Linked DNA regions of Mus musculus: region 1 is linked to region 2. The links are chromatin contacts, called in public HiChIP or PLAC-seq maps. All regions are on one chromosome and are shown on one strand. The core of a region is the stretch at or near the end of the contact, and the rest is flanking DNA. Distances in the headings are between cores, read along the strand shown.

Evidence for each region. HiChIP or PLAC-seq counts read pairs in DNA pulled down with a chosen protein or histone mark.
Region 1: a contact with region 2 is called in an H3K27ac HiChIP or PLAC-seq map of the NIH/3T3 cell line, with 3 times the contacts expected there. The contact joins two enhancer-like sites. A contact is called at or near these places in 1 of 484 Hi-C or Micro-C datasets (pancreatic cancer cells), 1 of 115 datasets of contacts at active chromatin or transcription factors (the NIH/3T3 cell line) and 1 of 9 other capture datasets (pancreatic islet).

Annotation. Positions count from the first base shown.
Region 1 is chr6:91,258,416-91,261,793 of GRCm38.p6, forward strand. Fbln2 (fibulin 2) reads left to right here. Exons shown (of 18, transcript NM_007992.2): 9 at 1,215-1,355. Among named protein-coding and RNA genes, the nearest start is that of Fbln2, 47 kb to the left of the region's middle. Within about 2 kb of position 1,541, at least 103 of the 459 cell types and tissues checked have an H3K27ac peak or open chromatin away from gene starts, as enhancers often do. A contact at or near this core is called in the NIH/3T3 cell line, where this site is marked.
Region 2 is chr6:90,766,604-90,770,253 of GRCm38.p6, forward strand. The region is part of intron 1 of Iqsec1 (IQ motif and Sec7 domain 1); the gene reads right to left. Among named protein-coding and RNA genes, the nearest start is that of Iqsec1, 42 kb to the right of the region's middle. Within about 2 kb of position 1,453, at least 10 of the 459 cell types and tissues checked have an H3K27ac peak or open chromatin away from gene starts, as enhancers often do. A contact at or near this core is called in the NIH/3T3 cell line, where this site is marked.

The sequences.
Region 1 (3,378 bases), core at 291-2,790, 490 kb after region 2:
GACATTGGTGGCGGTGAGCTTCCTCTGCCAGTCACAGTGAAGAACATCACTCTTCATGTCATTGTGACTGGCAGAGGAAGCTCACCGCCACCAATGTCATGTAGATAGGACCTCTCAGTACACAGTATACAACGGGAACAGTGGTTCTGACGCCTATTGGTTGGCTTCCTCAGTGAGTTTTGTTTGAACTAGTTTGAGGGTCCTAGGATCTTACCCCTCCTGTCTTAGCAGAAGCAGGATAGAGAGCCAAGTCTAGGATATGTATGGGCTCAGGCTCAGAAGGCATGGTCTGAATATCTGCATAGAATGATCAGGCTTGTCCAAAAGGATGCCCACGTTCTTCTCTGAAGCTCACATCCCACATACTCTAGAGGCTCTGTATGTAACTGACACCCTCCAGTGAGTCCAGAGAAGGTGCTAAAGCACAGAGCCTGGTGACAACTGATTGGCCTTTCTCTCTGATGATGGAGACAACAGACCCAGGGGATAATGTGTTCTTTGAGCTCTGATTCTCCCCAGGGCTCTCAGCTCTGACCCCTCTCAGGGACCTGCTGCCCGAGGCCCAGTCTACTGCCTCTGCCAGACACTGGCGCACTGCAGCAGGAAGAGTGGAGGGGAACAGGGCAGAGGCTGCAAAGACACACCTGTGAGGGCATGTACAGCTCCCACACAGGAGGAGGCCTGTCTCCTTTTGTTCTCAGGAATAATCACAGGGATTCTCTGCTGGGACAGCCTGAGGATTTTAAAAATATCTCCAGATTTGAGTTTCTGGAGAAACTTCATAAAGCTTCTTTTCATGGAGGCCCTTCTGTATAGCCTTAGCCTGGCAGCCTCTGGAGCCCTCCTCCCCATCCCCTTCTGTGAATGATACTGGCCTGGAACCCCAGAGCCCTTGAAATTTCAGACCCTACTGTTGTTATCTCTTTGGTTGCTGTAGACTTGGGCATTATTACCAAGCATGGGTTGGGGAAAGTTTGCTGCCTGGGGTTTACTCTGGGCTGGCTGCTTATCCTCTCTGAGTCTCTCTCCATCTGCCCTTACTGGGCAGTAGGGGCAGCTCTAACATCTTTGAGTTTTACAAACTCAACTTGGGTCTAAGGTTCAGCTGCCCCCTGACAGGCGCACACAGGTTCTTTATCTCTCTCTCCCCGGATGCCCCTGGCAGACACGCCTCTCTAACAGCCTTCTGTTTTTCCTTCCGTGGCTGTCATTAGACCAAGACGAGTGTTTGATGGGCACTCACGATTGTAGCTGGAAACAGTTCTGTGTGAACACCCTGGGATCCTTCTACTGTGTCAACCACACAGTGCTGTGTGCAGAGGGCTATATCCTCAACGCACATAGGAAGTGTGTGGGTAAGCTAGAGCCCCTGCCTGCCGCCGCCCACGTCACGGCTGTCTGCTCTGCTCCACGCCAACCCACCACATAGTGCCACATGCTAAAGGGCCTACTACCCTTTGCATGTGAGCTCCCACACAGCAGCCTGCCGAGCTCTGTGTCATACCCTCGTGTCCTGGTGTCTTGTCCCGCTTGTTCTCCATGGCTGTGTTCCCAGATATGCCCGTGACTCAGAAAGCTAATGGGATGTCTCAGGGATGGGCCAGAGACAGGAAGGCCAGATGTGGACAGCAGGGCCATGTAGCAGTGTGGAAGCAGGGAGGCCTGGGTGGGAGGCAGGACCCCAGTGGCTCTGGCTCTTGTCTTTTCTCAGTTATTGGAAGCTACTGACAGCGACGAGGATTCGGGTGCATGTGCCGTGTGCACATAGTCTGGGTCACACATCCTGTTACCTCGGCCACTTAGCTTGCTTGTAGATTTATCTGGGATCTCCCGAGAGGCAAGTAGATTGTCCTGGTCCAGCTGGCCCAGTTCAACATCCATTTGCTGTGTGACCCTGAACAAATGTTACTTTCCCCTCTGAGCCTTCCTTCAATGGACAAGGAAGATGTGAGCCCTGTGTAAACCTGCACGTGGCTGGGCCTCTTGTCTATCTATGCCTGAATAGGCCGGGGCTGGGATTCTGGAGTTCTGTGGACAAGGAAGGACTCCATACTGTCTTGTGTCTGAGTTACCTGGTATTCTCACTGAGGAAAAAATGTAAGCCCTGGCTTCCTGCATCTCAGAGATAACACTGAGTAGAGGAGAAGTCAGGCAGACTGGCTGATGCAATGATGGGGAAACAGGCAAAGGGAGACTTCACTCTTGCCAACTGGCACCCAGAGGAAAGAGGAATAGCTCCACCTATTCCCAAGGATGGGTGGGAATTGGCGATGGGAAAAGCCACAAAACAGGACAGTTTTGAAGACAGTTGGGACAGAGGTGTGGAGGTGGGACCAGGGCACACAGTGCTCAGGGCTTGCGGCCAGAGTCCTGTCTGTCTTGCCTGTGCTTGGGGACCATGTCCAGCCTGGACATGTCCTCTTCCTCCCCTGCACCGCTGGGCAGCAGTGCTGGCTGACATGTTTGCCTCGCTGCACCCACGGTACAACATGGCCCTCCTGATGTGCTTGCCAGTGATGGCAGTTCCTCCTGGGTGGACTGGGTTTGTGTGTGTGTGTGTGTGCGCTGGGAGGCATGTGGGTCCCCTCTCAGGATGTCCCCCCATTTGCCACTCCCTGGCTTGGCAGCTATGACCTCTGCTGCAGGGTTCTTAGCGGCTGAAAGATGAGCCCACGGATGAGAAAGCCAAGATACATTCCATTCAGCAAGATTTATGAACCAGCTCTGCATTGCTTCCCTCTTTATTCTGCACAAGCTATCAGTCACTCTCCTCCCACTTCAAGCCAACATCACTTGGGGGCTCGGGGGTTCTGCAGTTGCTCTGCTCAGGTGCAGGAACTCAGATAGGGGAGGAGCAGGACCATGCTGGGATGAGTGTGGCTTCACTGAAGTCCATAACCTCTCTGAGCCCTAGTTTCCCCACTCCACAAAAGAGGCATCTGCATCTGAAGGTCACCATGGAGACCGGGTGCATTAGTCCCCAGGAGGAATGCTAGCAGGGTTCCCTGAGCTAGAAGCTGAGGCCTAGAAGCTGGGGACAGCTTGGTGTGGCCTCTGCCAGGGCCCCCTATATGCTTTACTCTTAAGAAAGTTCCACAGCTATGCTGGCTGGACTGCAGAGAGTAGGAATGGCAAAGCCCTGCTCTGAGGACTTTGCAACGGGAAGCAGGCAGCGAGAAAAGCCTGTAGCTCGGAGCAAGCGCCCTAGATTCCATATTTGCTGGCTGCGTAATTCAGTCCAGTGGCATCCCTTTGGGGTGAAAGATCTCCTCATCTGTGAAATGGCCACCTCTGTATTACAAGACAGTGAGTCTGGTCAGTTCTTGTAGCTTCCTGACCCCTGGGGATCTTTTGTGAGTAGTGACTCTTGTCATACAA
Region 2 (3,650 bases), core at 203-2,702:
TCCCTGTGACTACTAGCTTCTTAGCTCAGCCACAGATGCTCTGGTCCTGGGTTTACTTAACACCATGGATACTAGTCACTAGCTGGGGTACAGCTCTTAGTTACCTGTACCTTATATACCTGCTCTGTAGCAGATGCCAGCCAGAGTAGCTACCTGCAGGACAGTGCAGGAAGCATTTTGTGCCCAAGAGCTAGTCAGACAGAGGATATTGTCAGGTACCAGAGGCCAGAATCCTGTGGAGGGCTGACATCAATACCCTTAGAAGCTTGGGTCCCACTGCATTCTTCTTTATATTTTGTTCTCCTCTTACCATGAGTTCCACATCTGCACACTTTATAGCCAGTAATCTAGGCCTAGAATGGGCATGGCTTCCCAAGGCCACTACCTCCCCAGTTTCTCTGAAGGCTGCTGGGGGTGGGGGGGTAGGGGATGCAGGACACTATTTAAGGAGCTAAAAGTATCTGGGGGCAGTCTGGCTGAGACTGTAGACAGAGAGGAACTTAGTAGGTTGATCAGAAGGGGCAAACTCAAAAGCACATTTTATACCTCTGTGGAGGGGCTATCTTTCTTCCTTCCTATTTGTTGGGGATGGTCCTGGCACATGCTTTGCCACTGAACTCCAACTACAAACCTATGGACACTACTCTTGTCCAGTCTGGGTCAGAAGTTCCTTTTGCATCCATAAACATCTATCTCTCTGTGCTAGGGAACTGTGCAGTACAGCAGCTGTCACAGGGAGCACACAGTAGCATGATCTGTGGCATGCTGGGTTCCCTGACCATCTCCATAATTGCCTTCCTTGTGTTCTTCAGCCTGGACGGTTGGTAACAGTTTCTCTCCCCCCACCCTCACACACACACACACACACACACACACACACACACACACACATACACACACACACACAGAGTGTGAGAAAGGGACTCAGGGATTGTGTGTACTCTACTAGGTGGTACCCTAGCCCAGGCATGTTAGGGAGGAAACTGAAGGGCACACACTAAGATATCTTGACCACAGATGCCACCCCTGCCCTGCAGAAGCTTGTCCCTGGGAACAGGACAGACTCTTTACTCATCTTTGACTTCCTTGTCCATATCTGAGGTACTTCACCTATCTGCACCTCAGTTTGCCCTCACTGATGTGTGGGAGCAGGAATCCCACCATCCTGGTCACAGGACCACAGAGAGCAATATAGAACTGAGTGACCTTTGGGATGTGAGGTAACCTCTCACTGTTATGGTCCAGGGCAATGTGGGCTGGGATGGAGTGTGCTCCATGAGAATCAGTTTTTACAGGTGATTGAAGATTGAGGGTGGGTGGTACTCTGGAAGGAGTGCTCCCTCCATCCTCCAAAGAGGCATAAGGAGTCACAACACAGTGCGAGACAGGGAAGGAGGGCAGGTCTGCATGGAAACTCTGTGGAGAGCTGTCCTCACCCTCAACCCTGACTCACATGGCCTGTGGGCTTACCACCACCCAGGCACAGAAAACATTCCATTTGTTCCCTGAGGGATGGTCACCACTAGGAACTGAGCCTCTTAAGGGCAGGTTTTGGCTCAGGGATCATACACATTAGTAGGAAGAAACCAAGCCAGGAAGATGATGGGTAAGCATCCTGCTTAGAGGTGAGTTTTAGGTGTAGACAATAAACCCTCATTTCAATTCACAGGTCTAGTGAGCCCATAGTGAGATAATAAACATCTAAGCTGATCACCTGAATTCTCTGCAGTTTCTTGTCCTTTAAGACCTGGGTGCCATCCCCATGCCACCCCACTAGGAAGCCATCTCTGATAGTTCCAGCTCTATAGAATGCCTGGAGGCCCTTCTGTGCCACTGCACAACTGAAAATGCTGGGCTGAGATTGCTGAGGGTAAAGAGGGGGTTCTGCTCCAGGTCTTCTTGTCCCAGCACAGCAGGTAGCCTAGAGCAGTGACTAATGAGTAAGGAACAGATGAATTAATGAATGAGCAGTTCTCTCACTTGATCCCTCTGTCTTTCATTTTGCCAGTGAGGACACTGAAATCCAGAGAGGGGACATGACCTGCCTAGCATGGATCCAGGGTGGGGTCTGAAGCCAGGGCCTATGCACCATCTGGGTAGGCTATTTTCCAGCTGTTCCCAGGGGCCAGACAGGCAGGAAGTTTGAGGACAATTACATGGTCAGATGGAGTTTTGTTACTGGGAGGAGGGGGGACGGCACAGACAGCCATGAGCATCTGAGGGAGCGAATCCTGGGCCATGGTCACTTAGTAACTTGGTAACAGAACCTCTACCTGGTGTCAGGACAGAACCAGAGACCAGGACCAACTGGACACACCAGCAGCTGGAACCTGGTAGGCATGAGCCACCAGGGGAAACAAGAGCTATATCTCCTCTGGTTCTCTCTATCTTCTGTAAAGGGAAATAAGGCATCCTAAGCAACACAAGCCCTAGCCCAACTTTTCTCTGCTAGGTGTGGAAGAAGAGAGGCTCAGAGAGGTACTTTGACTTGCCCACGGTCATATAGCAAGGACGCTGCAGATGTAGTTGCTGGCAGAGTCCTGGGTCTGAGACCTTGATCCTGTCATGCTGCTGAGCTATACAGCCACGAGATCCTCAGAGCCTCTTCTCCACTGGATCTTCACCCACAAAACAAGGAGAAAGATGAATCCAGGGACCTTGTGGGAACCAAGGCAATAAAAGGAACTGAGGCATGAACATCCTTCTTAAGGTGAATTAGGGAATTCAGACTCTAAAGCCTGCCCCTCCCTACCCATGCAGCTCTTTGAAACTCCAAGGAATTGAATCCTGGCCATGCCAGTGGTAACAGTGAAGCCTCTCTCCCTGTGAGAACTCTCTCCTTGCTCACTGTAGCCAGTGTTCTGTGCCATAAGCTCATGTGTCACAGTCCATGCTAAAATTGGCTCTACTACTTTGCTATAGAGCACAGAGACTATGGTGTAAAGAGGTCTGGACACATGCACAGGTTATTCAAATAGTACATCTAAGATTGAGCCTAAAAATTTGGCTCTAAAATAGCCACTATGCAAAATGGCTTTCTAGACACCATAGAAGTCTTTCTCGGTGTCTGCCCTAACCTGTCTTGTTGCCAGCACTCCACAGCCCACACACAGGTAAGAGAGAAAAACCACTCTTCTGGTCCTGATCTGAGCTGAGAGATCTAAATTCTTTGGCCCCTAGAATGACTCCATGGGACATACAAGTCAAAGGACCCAAACAGGAACCAACTTTAGGAGTGTGTGTGTGTGTGTGTGTGTGTGTGTCTGTCTGTCTGTCTGTCTGTCTGTCTGTCTGTACTTATGTATGTGCAATTCCCTAAGAGGGCTGCTGCATCCTTCCTAGGACTTTATCTCCTTTCTGGCACCCCTGCCTTCTGTTTCTCCCATCCAATTCTCTGTTACACACACATACACACACACACACACACACACACACACACACACACACACACACACACACACATACTTATTCAGGCCAGCTGGCTGAGGCTCAGGAGAGACTGGGCTCTCTCCTGTTGGCTGGAGCTAGCCACACTGAAAGACAGAGTAAAGGACGTTTATGGAAGATGATCTGCCAATCCTGAAGGTGGGATGTGCTGAAGGTAGGTGGCAACATTTAAGGATCAAGGGGGGAAAAAAGGCATGGCAGCT